Linked DNA regions of Zea mays: region 2 is linked to region 1. A link is a contact called in public Hi-C data. All regions are on one chromosome and are shown on one strand. The core of a region is the stretch at or near the end of the contact, and the rest is flanking DNA. Distances in the headings are between cores, read along the strand shown. Region 1 holds the start of LOC542347 (thylakoid assembly 1). Region 2 overlaps LOC542682 (crs2 associated factor 2).

What was found. Hi-C and Micro-C count contacts between places; a contact is called where the count stands out from the background.
Region 2: a contact with region 1 is called in a Hi-C map of ear, with 2.3 times the contacts expected there. The contact joins the enhancer-like site here to the promoter of LOC542347 in region 1. A contact is called at or near these places in 2 of 25 Hi-C or Micro-C datasets (ear and tassel).

The regions. Positions count from the first base shown.
Region 1 is chr3:58,605,540-58,611,966 of Zm-B73-REFERENCE-NAM-5.0, reverse strand. LOC542347 (thylakoid assembly 1) reads left to right here and starts at 4,001. Exons shown (of 20, transcript XR_002268001.3): 1 at 4,001-4,642; 2 at 5,200-5,479; 3 at 5,918-6,021.
Region 2 is chr3:59,416,075-59,422,098 of Zm-B73-REFERENCE-NAM-5.0, reverse strand. LOC542682 (crs2 associated factor 2) reads right to left here. Exons shown (of 6, transcript NM_001112199.2): 6 at 5,084-5,861. The coding sequence ends at 5,428. Among protein-coding and RNA genes, the nearest start is that of LOC542682, 14 kb to the right of the region's middle. Within about 2 kb of position 3,363, at least 19 of the 20 cell types and tissues checked have an H3K27ac peak or open chromatin away from gene starts, as enhancers often do. A contact at or near this core is called in ear and tassel, where this site is marked.

The DNA.
Region 1 (6,427 bases), core at 2,752-5,251:
GGCTGGGGCCACTGTGCAGCGACAACTGTAGCTTGGCAGTGGCGTTGGAGGAATACTCAGAGCTGCATTGAGCCAACAGGACAGTATATGCATGAACTGGACCTACAGAGTATGCAGAGAATTGGACCTTAAAAGCATTCCTACTTGGTTACAAATTACAATGCAATAGTTGGTTCTGATGGAGAAGACAGTCTCATGTCTAGCTACATGTCCGTACCTTGAATGATAACATCTTCTTCTTCAGCTCACCATTCCTCTAAACCATATTGTCGCACATGTCCTGAAAATAAAAGCAAGATAGTCTCTACAAATTTAGCAAGCAAAAATAGCAAAGTCATAGCTTGACCATAAAGTATCTCAGGAATCTACTGAGTTCGAAACAGGCCCGAGGAATGTGTATCACTGAAGACAAATTAGTAGGCACAATTTCTCAGTTTTCATTTTGTTTGAACTTGAAGTTAGCTCCTAGATTTTTCCTAGCACAGAAAATAAAGGACGCATATGCATATTCAAATATACATAAACCTGCATCTCAGTGAAATTACACATCTTGCTCAGTTCTAACTCAGAAGATGGGGCAAAGGTGCCATCTTTTTTCGAAAAAGAAGGGTACAATAATATAGAAGTAGTGAGAGGGTAAAGAAGGTGCTCTTTTGCACTCCAATGAGCTGTAAGCTCTTTCTGCATCGAAGTTTTCAGCCAATTCACAGTTAATTGGGCCTGATGCATCTTACTAATTTCAGCCAATTCAGACCTCGACTTTTCACTCTCCCTCTTCACTCTCTATAAATCCCTCGCTGCTTCTTCCTAACAATAGATTGTTTTAAGCACAACAACAATATATATAACTAACTATAATTCATTAACAAGCTCAGACATGCATACCTTTGCTCGCCTCTCATTCACAATCATGTTTTTATATCTCTCAAATCAAGTTGGATCTAAGCAAACACTTTCAGTGCTTTAGTACGCCTCTTCTCAACACCTTCCTTTTTGAGCCTCAATATCATTTATCCATTTAGTTGGGACTTTAATTTATTTATCAAAACTCTTGATCGTCTCACGTACATCTACCTCCTCATTGTCCGCAAGGGGCATACTTTCAGAAGTTTTTCTTTGGTTATCATCCATCTGATAGCAACAAGAACCCAAATGAAGAAAGTAGAAGAATAATTACAGAATAGATCAACATGATGACATCTGACGATTAGAGTTAGAAAATTGTGCTTTTGACCATTGTCCTTTGGATAGTAGCTACAAATTTGTGGAATCACCGCACGAGTTGGTATTGATAAAGTGGTGGTAGACAGAACTGGCATAAACTAAAATGGATTATCCACAACTAAAAAACAAGGAACCAAATGAAAAAAGTAGAAGAATAATTACATAATAGATCAACATAATGACATCTAACGGTTAGAGTTAGGAAATTATGGTTTTGACCATTGTCCTTTGGATAGTAGCTACAAATCCGTGGAATCACCGCACAAGTTGGTATTGATAAACTGGCGGTAGACAGAACTGGCATAAACTATGTCACTCCAGTGGATTATCCATAACTAAAAAGAAACGTACAAGCAAGGGAATACGATGAAGCATCATGCATGCTTATGCACATCAGCAGATGCTATATGCTATTAAAGACACATCGATACAAACCAGAGATGCATAGTACTTATCAACGATGGCTTGTATTAACAGAAAATACAAAGAACCTCTAGATTAGTAAATAACACCAAAGCACGACCCAACTAACTGACCATATGAGAAGGACAACCAGTAATATCATAAATGCAGTATCATCAATTGTAATTCAACCAGTAATGTATATTTTATATAGATTTAAGTATGAACGTGAAAAAATGTAATTCAAGCATAGCCAAGCAAAAGTGCAAAACCATGCACCATACATGATCAAAGGTCAATCAACAGTTATGATAACATCACGCTGTTTTACCATTATGACCTAGCACCACCTATATTCTCCTCAAATGAAACAAAAGTGAAGCTTGGACTTTGACAATGATTATTGATGGTACAACTACTATACTCAGTTAGCTCTTTTTAAAAAATATTATGCATAGGCAGCACACAACACAGTGAGAATATATATATATATATATATATATATATATATATATATATATATATATATATATATATATATATATATGCACTTTAGAAAAAGGCTAGCAAGCTCTATAGAACATGACTGCTGAAATAATGGCTAGCTGTGCAGGGAATGGCCAAACATCATATAAAAAACTAACCATAGAAATCTGAGACCAAATAAAACCTAACTGAAATGAAAAAATCACTTAACAATGTATGTGGCTCGGTTAGAGATTTGGAGAGGAGAAATCCAGGATCCAGGAAACAAGCGAGGCTGCGAGGAGCGAGACCACGACACTGCAGACCTTAAAACTTCAAAAGCTCGCTTCCATCTCCAAGAAGCTTGCAAGGCAAAAGACATTTCAGAAGCGAGCTGCATTAGCAGACTAAAACAGAGCAATAGCAACAACTAGCAGATGGGAAGGGAACAAAATAGCAAGAGATGGAACATGTTCACTACCCCGAGGATCAGCTCGTACTCCCGCGCCAGCCTCCTGCGCCCGGCGTGTGGCTATCTCCCTTCGCGCGGCGACCATGGGCGACCCGGCCGGCACCCGTAAACCACTAATGCCATTGCCTTCCCCTTTTCCCGCTAGCCGTAATGTGGAGGTCGTGACATCGAACGCCCCCGCTGCGTGCGCCACTGGAAGGGCAGGAGCAGGGCCAGCGACTAGAGCATGGCGAGGAGCTGGCGTAGCACGAGTAGTGCCATCTTTGCAATCGCTGCCTCTGCCTCCTATCCCTTCGTCTCCCAATTGGGATGAACATGTTCCAATTGGGATGAGGACCGAACTGTGTGTGCGCGGGGATGGCGCACCCAATTGGGATGAGGACCGGACTGCGGACTTCCGGCCGGGTGGGTGGGGGTGGGGATCTAGAAGCTTGGAGAGATTGGCTGGTCGTATGGAGTTGGAAGCTTAACAGCAGCGTTGGTCGGGGGGCGGGGGCATCGCGGAATGGAGAGGCTAGCTAGGAGACAGTTGGTGTGTGATCTAACGACTGAAAAAATAAAAGGACGACGTGGACCGGCTTGGAGGCCGCGTTTCGAACCGGCTTTCATATAACGCCCCGTTTGGATCATTGGAATTGAATTCTATTCTAATAATAGTAATTTAGGCATATATGAATAAAGATAATTCGATTTTATACAAAATATATTTGTATACTATTATTAGCAAGATGTCAGAGATATTTATGTGCTACATTTTTACTATAGAGGAGTGAGACGAAGAGTGTCATGTAAGTCAGAGTAGAAACAAATTCTACTAATGCATAAAATCATTTCCCATCCTCCACCCCATGAATTTGAGATGGACTTATATATGAACTTTGAAAAGTGGTGGAATGTCAAATTCCAAACTAAATAAGTTACTTTATTGAGTGAATTCCAATTCCTCTAAAATGAAGGCATCCAAACGCCCCGTTAGAGAAATGCTACACCAATTCCATTCTGTTTATGAACAGGTGCTACAGCTGAAAGAAGATCATTGTTTTTTCCTTACGGGGCGTTTGGATCACTTCATTTTAGAGGAATTGTAATTTACTCAATAAAATAACTTATTTAGTTTGGAATTTGATATTCCACCACTTTCCAAAGTTCAAATATTAGTCTATCTCAAATTCATGGGATGGGGGATGAGAAATAATTTTATACAGTAGTAGAATTTGTTTCTACTCTGTAACTTACGTGACATTCTTCGTCTCACTCCTCTATAGTAAAAATATAACATATAAATATCTCCGACATCTTGCTAATAATAATATACAAATATATTTTGTATAAAACTGAATTAACTTAATTGATATATGTCTAAATTACTATTATTAGAATGAAATTCAATTTCAAACGGGGCGTTATTGAAATGAGGGGCAATTTTGAAATGAGCCTATAGTACGCTAGTGGATGCCCGGCTCTGCCTGGTGCGGCCAAGATACATTTGGGCTTAAACTGAATATGGGTTCGGTCGTCGGCCCACCTAGTTCCTTATCCGTCGTCTCCTACGCCTCCATCCACACTCCACAGCCACGCCACAGTCGTTGCCCACCACCCAGAGCACGCGGCGGCTTGTCGCCGTGCGCGCCGCCACCATCACCACACGAGGCGCCGGAGAAAGACATCAAGCGCACGCCCATGGCCATGACTCCTCACGCCTCGGCGGCCACCGTAGCCGTTACCCCTGCGTTGCGCTTTCCCCACACTTTGTCTGCCACGGGCCTCTCCTCACCGCCTCTGGCTGGGGGCTGCGGCGGCTGCCGGGTTCGGTTCCGGCCCAGCCAGCGCGGCCGAGGCACGCAGGGGCGGCGAGGTGGCTCTCACGTGTCGCGCGTGGGGGGCCTGCTGGGCACCGTATTCGGCGGGGGCGGCCGCGACGACGGGGAGGCCACGCGGAAGAAGTACGCAGACACCGTGGCGCGTATCAACTCCATGGAGCTCGAGGTCTCCGCGCTCTCAGACGCTGATTTGCGTGCACGCACCGCTGCGCTCCAGGACCGTGCTCGCTCCGGGGAATCCCTGGATTCCCTTCTCCCCGTACGTACCCAAATATATAACGGGCACTCGTATCCTTTCACTACAGTGTGTCGAATCTAAAATGATTAAATGAACTTTATTAGTGACTACACTAAAATGTTACAGTCTGTGATCATGAGAATGGCGTTTTCAGGAAGAACTAGGAAAACCATAGCCTTCATTTTAATTTGATTCTCTGAGTGACTACAGTATATTAGTATCTAAACAACTTCATCTTCAATTTACTCTCGTATCAGATTGCAGATAATAGAAACAAGGCTGCAAACATTTCGTTTTGCATCTGGATAATGCTTAACATGTATAATTTTGGAGCTTCATCTGAGACTAATCAATTCACTGTCCAGAGTGTATGTACAATTAGTGAACCAACCAAGAACTGAATTCTCTCATCAAAGTTATGAAAGAAATCTATGATGTACCAAGGCACAAACAAATAGACTAACTCATTGTTCCTTTTCATTAGCCACTTTAAGATGATCTAAGATATGTTAAATCATGACTCCTGTAGAATGACATCTCAATTTTTCATGGTGGAATCTGTGTCATCATTTGTGCAGGAAGCATTTGCTGTTGTGAGGGAGGCTTCCAAGAGAGTTCTAGGCCTCCGGCCCTTTGATGTGCAGTTGATTGGTGGTATGGTTCTGCACAAGGGGGAGATTGCTGAAATGAAGACCGGAGAGGGGAAGACTCTTGTGGCCATTCTGCCAGCATACTTAAATGCTTTGAGTGGGAAAGGAGTGCATGTTGTCACTGTAAATGATTATCTCGCAAGACGTGATTGTGAGTGGGTTGGTCAAGTCCCCCGATTTCTAGGACTGCAGGTTGGCTTAATTCAACGTATGTCATCACATCACATTATTCATTCCTGTTGGTTGTGCCGTCTCCAGTTGTGCATATTCTTCAGCTTCCACATTAATATTGAAAATATTAATTGGTCCCTTACTTACCAATTTAAGCTCTAGCACTTGAATGATTCATGAAAGTACTGATATGTATATATATGAAACTAATGGCACATAACCCTAAGAGGATGGCTTGCTGAACTACTGAACCATGAATAAACTGATAGCTCCAATTATGAATGTTTAGTTAGGCCATTACCATTCTGAATTATAGGATATGCTTCCTGCCCTATCATGCTGCAGCTTCATGTGTCCTACAGTACTAGCCCAATTGGCATTTTGATTATTTTTTTTCTGTGTGCAGGCATTATTTATATGTTCTGTTTCATTGTTGCTAGTGATAGTTTGTTAAACAGAGTTTTTATTTTGACAGAGAACATGACACCTGAGCAAAGGAGGGAAAATTACTCATATGATATTACTTATGTCACAAACAGTGAGCTTGGTTTTGATTATCTAAGAGATAACCTTGCAATGGTATGCATTTCTTATGTTGGAAATACTTTGTCATTAATTACACCCTGCGTTCCAAATTGTAAGTCATTCAGGCTTTTCTATATACATTACGTCTAGATACATAGTAAAAGTTATGAATATAGAAAAGCCAGAATGTCTTACAATTCTGAATGGTCGGAGTAATATCTAGAGATGGCAATGGGGAATTCCCTGTTGGAGAATGGCTCCACATCCCCGTCCCTTAGAGAAAAATTCCTAATCCCCACGAACGCTCGCGGGAAGATTTTTCACCCATCCCTTTGCGTCGGGGAATTTATCCCCGTGTGGAACATGTTGTCACATCCGGTTTTAGAGGTAAACCGAATGCGAACCATATATGTGCGAGGATCAGAAATTCACGTACACAACAATTACATAAATGACTCAT
Region 2 (6,024 bases), core at 2,114-4,613, 810 kb before region 1:
CTCTCGTGGATGACGCTGGTATTTTTACCGAGGTATCCGGAACCACGCAAGGTCCCGACTAATCCTCGTTGGTGCCCCTATGCAAAGGGAAGCCCACGTGAGGGCCAAGTACCTCAGTCTAGTAACTCCATAGAGAGCCACAAGCCTTCTCCATGCTCAAGTGGTGCTCCAATTTCGGCTCCTCTCGGACGCTCCCCGTTGTCTCCACTAACGAGCTTCCGCCCAAAACGCCGCGGGCCTCGTTCCCTCTGGTACATCGTGGCGGCCATGACATAAACATGGTTGTCACGGTCTCGCAAGACTCTCGCCCCACTCGGTACAATTACAACGGCTCGCACAAGAGCCGAGGGGTTGTATGGTTTTTCTAAACTCACTCAACTAACTAGGATTCACCTAGAGCAAGCGCTAAAGCGATCTAACTAACCTAAGCACTTCGCAAAGCACCTACGCTAATCACCGAGTGACTCTATTAAGCACTTAGGTGTATGAGCACTTGGAAATGTCTATACTATGCCTTGGTATGTTGCTTGGGCTCCCACACCTTGAAATGGCCGGTTGGGGTGGTATTTGTAGGCCCTAACACAAATCTAGCCGTTGGAGAAAATCTTAGTCGTTTGAGTTTTTTGTGCTGACTTATCAACATTTCATATGAACATTATAATCAAGATAAGTCACTCAAAACTCATCTCAAATCTCTTTTATACCCAATATGTAAGGAAGGTTTGAAAAACAAAATCTACTTTCTATAAAATATATAGTGTTGTCATCAATTATCAAAAAGGGGGAGATTGTGAATCATCTAGGCCCTTAGTGGTGTTTTAGTAAGTAATGACAACTGCTTCTGGACTAACAGTTCTTGGAGAAATAAGAATGCATGTTTGGACAACAGGAAATAGGAAATCTTGGTGACTTATAACCATTGGATGTGGATCAAGTGAAGGCAAAGGTATAACATAGGTTTTGTTTTTGCCAATCATCAGGAGTTTAGAGAAGTAATTGACCGGATTAGTAGGCTAGATAGTCGTACTATTAAGAGGGGCCAATGAACTTGATCGGTGTAAAACTTCGTGCCTCATATAGCATAAACTATTGCATTTGCATGAGGATTAACAGCGCTTCGGTTTTAAAAAGTCAAAGTCTTTTGTTAAAACGCAAATGTAAATTTACTTAATTCTGTGGTAGTCGGACCGTCCGGGCCAGGAGTTCGGACCGTCTGCGACTCTGCCAGAGGTGTCTGCTGGCGCACATGTCTCTGTGTTCCTGTGTGGACCGTCCGGTCAAGGTCGTCGGACCGCCCACATGAGCCAAAATGAGATTGGGCAGGGACGATGTGTTTTTGAGTCATTGTACTACGGATTGCCTGGGGTTTTTACCGAGACAATATGTGGTCCAGGGGTGGATCGTCCGGCCATAGGACGCGGACCGTCCGCGTGTGTTGTTCAATTTGGTCAGTGCTCTGGCATTTCATATTGATAGGTCCCGGACCGTCCGGCCTAAGCTGGCGTACCATCTGAGCTTAACTTTTTCTGACAACACTGACAGATTTCAAACGGGCATTATAGTCATTACTAATACAGTGGACCGCCCGGCCATAGGACGCAGACCGTCTGCGTGTGCGCAGAACATGTGCTAGTTGCACATAACGACTAGCCTTGTGTTGGAGGCTATAAATTGAAGTGGAGCTCATGTATGAGGGTCCTCTTGGCCATTCCTAGCACACATTGAGCTTATTTGTGATCCTCTAACTCAAACTCTCACACTCGTCGCTTGAGATTGCATTCTAGTGAGTGATTGAGAGCTTCTAGTGCATTTGAATCCATCGTGATCTTTTGAGGCACTAGGTGGTATACCGGGCAAGCGTCATCGACTTGTTACTCTTGGAGGTTGCCGCCTCCTAGACAGCTCGGGTGTTGTCTCCGTCGAGCTCTCTGTGAAGATTGTGGGGGAGTTGCGGTGTTGATTGTGGGGGGTTCGCGCCTACCTCGCCGGAACGACAAAGACGACGCTAGTGGAATCGAGGTATTGAGTGAGTTCTTGTCCACTTGGCTAAAAAATCAAGTCGTGTCTTGATAGAGGAGCAAGTGAGAGCTTGAATTCCACCTCAACATGAATTAGGTGTGATCGGCAAATCACCGATACCACGGGATAAATTTCGATATCATTCTCCCACTATTTACTCATTACTTGCAAGTAGTTAATTATTTATGTATTATCTATCATTTGTAGTATTGACGTAAATTGCTCATCATATTTTGTTAGCCTATCAAAGCTAGGAAATTTATATCTCTTATTGTTTTGATTAAATTTCTCAAGTGTCTTTGATTTTAGTTAAAACTGTCTATTTATCCTCTCTAGCCGGTATCATAGATCCTATAGTTATATATTAAAGGCCCCTTTGGTAGGGCTTATTTTTCAGCTTCGGCTCTGGCTCATGCAAAAGTTGTGCCAAACACCTCTTTTTCAAATGGCTTCATCAGTGAAGTGCTTTTCCAAAATGAACTAGAGGGCATGAGCCAAAAAAGTGGCTCACCTGGCTTCAACTCACGTCATTTTTGCACAATAGCCCTCCCACCAGTCCAAATTATTTTTTTGGTCCTGCTCTCAATCCCTAGCCACGCACAATAGCCCTCCCACCAGTCCAAACTATACAAGGGTCTTTCTGAAAAACAACCTATAAGCCGTTTTGCCAAATGATTTTTCAGAATGGCTTTGGCTCATCTAAAGAAGTGGCTTCACCTCGTGAGCCAGAGCCAAAGCCGTTTTTGGAGAAGCCAGAGCCCTGCCAAAGGAGCCCTAAGTTGTATGCATCAACGAATTGAACCCAAAAATTTAAGCTGACAGATAAAGATGAATAATTTATTTATATTATATTCCAAGCGTCTTCACCCCCTCTAACATAATAAACCCATTCCATTTCTCTAATCTAGAACCAAACACGCGCCATGGGGTAAGCAGCCGTTCAAGTCCAACGGCGGCGAGCGAGGTACCGTGGTGGGGCCGGGCTGGCGCCGGATCTGGTGCAGAGGAAGCGAGCGCGCCAGGTGACGACAGCGCCACAGCGGCAGGTGAACAAGCAGCCATGGAGCAGGCGCACAGCTGCCTGCGCATCCTGGGCCGTTCTGCGCATCCGCGATCCCACCCACCACGACTGACTGTCATTCACGAACCTTCCCTTTGACGCTTTGTCCCATTGGTTGGTTATTCGAGTAGTGCTGAGTGCTGACTGCTGACTGCTGACGAAGAAAATGCAAAATTAAGGCAAGGGGGAAAAAACACAGCTGGCGATTGGACCATAGGGGCGTGGAACATGCAGGCTTGGTGTGGTGTGGCGTGGACGTGCCTACGCCATCTCGCATTCTCGGTAGCCCCAGCGACGTGTGAAGTGTGATGCGCGTGAGAGTGCGAGGCACGCGAGTACGAGGAAGCTGAAGGAAGCCACGAAGGCGGCCACATTCACCCAGCCGACCGACGCATGCGCACGTACACGTCAGTTTGGCACAGATCCACGGCGGGGCTGAAAGTGAAATGACGGGCGTCAGCTCCCGCTATCCCTCCCGACCGACTAGCTAGTCTGTGTTCTCTTCTCGCTTAAAACTTGAGGGGTGTGCTCCCTTCTCGTTGGCTTCGTCACACACAGCAGAATTGGTAAAAGCTGCTCCTGTTTTTATTTGATTAGCGAAGTTAAAAGCAGATCTGAAAAAGTTACAACAGAGTAGTGCTAGACAGACCATTATTAATAATACGTGCTAGAATCTTTTGTCTCCTTGTACGGTGCTTGTGTCATTATCTATTCGTTTTATTGGTTGCCCGCATAATCTCATCCTAAATTATTACGTGTGTTGACTTTGTCTGAGCATATATTTGATTACTTGTATCTAAAAGACGTAGGATGTACGAGTGAATACAAAATAAGTTATTCTAAGGTTCATCTACTTGTACGCCAAAGTTACTGTAACTAGCCGGCCTGCTGTGCGCGAGCCTGGCAGCGGGTGTCCCATGAACCAATCACGTGGTATGTGATTAGTTTCTGGGCTCGTGGGTGGCCTAGACGGCTAGTGAAGCTTCGTTCCCGTGTCTCTACACATGCAGCCGGGTAGGCACTTTTTCACGCGTGTTGTGCATCTGAGTGTAGGCTGGTCTTGCGCGCTTGTAGACAACTATTCAGACGCACAGTCAACTGGACGCGGTGGACCAGGGTGCATTCCGCGGAACAACCAATCACGTGGTACTTGATGCTCCCTTCCGCCAGTCCACCACTATCGTAGTTTTTTTGGGTTACACCTTCTAAATCCTTTGGAAAAAAAGGTTAGAGCATCTGCAAAATTCAGGGTTTTTTTAACTCCAAGCATTCCCGCGGTGTCTAATTGGCTACTAATCGCACATCAAGGCTAAAATACAGTCGCTCGGTCCATCTTTCATCCTATTTACTTCTTGCGTCTTAAAATAGTAATGATTTTAACTCTAAATTTTTATATCCATATTCATATAGATAATTATGAATATATATATATATATATATATATATATATATATATATATATAATATTAATTATTGTATGAATCTAATAAAAAGATAAAACGAATTTTAATTTGATAAGGAGGAAGTATATGGTAGTTGGAAGATGTTTGATATCGTTCCGCTCCATGTTTTCTTAGCTGAACAGGTTGAACTCCACAACTCTGCTCCAGGAAAAAAAAGTGAAGATGTGAGGGCAAGGGTGCTCCATAAACTCTATATTTTCTTATGGAACTACACGGTGAAGTTTATGGAGCAGAATTTACGACAGTCTCAACATCTATTAATACATGGTAAACTTTCTCTGTTTTTTTTTTGTCTAAACCAACTGTAAACTTACGCTTGTCTGTTCTCTTCTCCACGTCAGCGTTCAGTTCACTTGGATCCCTTTAATATTCTATAAATGCACTCAAAGACGATGCTTTAATTAATTTCACCAAGGTAGCTTTCTTGAATCCTCTTTGGTGCGTTTTCCCCATCTTTTTTCTGAACCATAGACCGATTCTTTATTTTCAAAAATATTCAGAAAATGCAGAAGTATAAATTACTATAGAGTTTATAGACTTCTGACACTGCTAGCTCCGCATCTTTTTGGAGCATGGCACAATACTTTTTTTTTTGGTAAACACAGTATAAATGCAGATATTCATATACATGCAAGCGCACTCATTGACGATGGCAAACGAGACGTGTTATCCGTTGGTGCGTTTGCCAAATGCATGGCGCACTTGCATACTACAGTTAGTTTCTTTACATCACGTTTGCTACCAAATCGCAGGAAATTCTCGGATCTTGAGATTATCACCAGACTGAGGGTCCGGAGGAACGTAGATAATGCATCACACGATCCGAGATTGCAATCTGACCATCAGTAGTTATCCCAGTGGACAGAACGAACTGCTCGCTGTACTTCACTCACTGTTCAGCCGCTCTATCATGCTGTCAATAGGCAGCGATCCCAATGGCACAGATGACTCCAGACGCTCAAACATGTCGACATCAAAATGTTCATCGTCACGGAGATCAGGTGACTGCTCCAGCTGGCCCTCTTCGTTTCCAGCAACGCTTGTTTCAGGCTCGTCATTCATGTACTCTGCACTTAGAGAGTCGGTGCTCGCATCACCATTGGTCACAAGCAGAGCAGGAAATGAGTGCTCCACCGCCTGAGATGTCACGCTGAACTCCTCAACCAGAGTCAGGAGCGAATCGGGTGTGAGATTATTTGCTTCGGCGTCATCCAGCAGCAATGCCAGAGACGAGTCCACCGCACTCTTCCATAATTTGAACATTTTGGGTCTCAATACTTCTCTTATCGCAACTTGAGTGTTGGCATCACTAACTTCATCTGTATATGCAAAAAAAAAGTTGCTTTGTTATTTTGATCCAGGAAGTGCAACCAATAATATTGAATTAAAAACGGAGGTACTGGTCTTTTCCAAGTAACCAACAAAAAAAGGCAGCTATATTCTCCATGCAACACATTTGAGTGTATGTTTGAGCAAAATTAT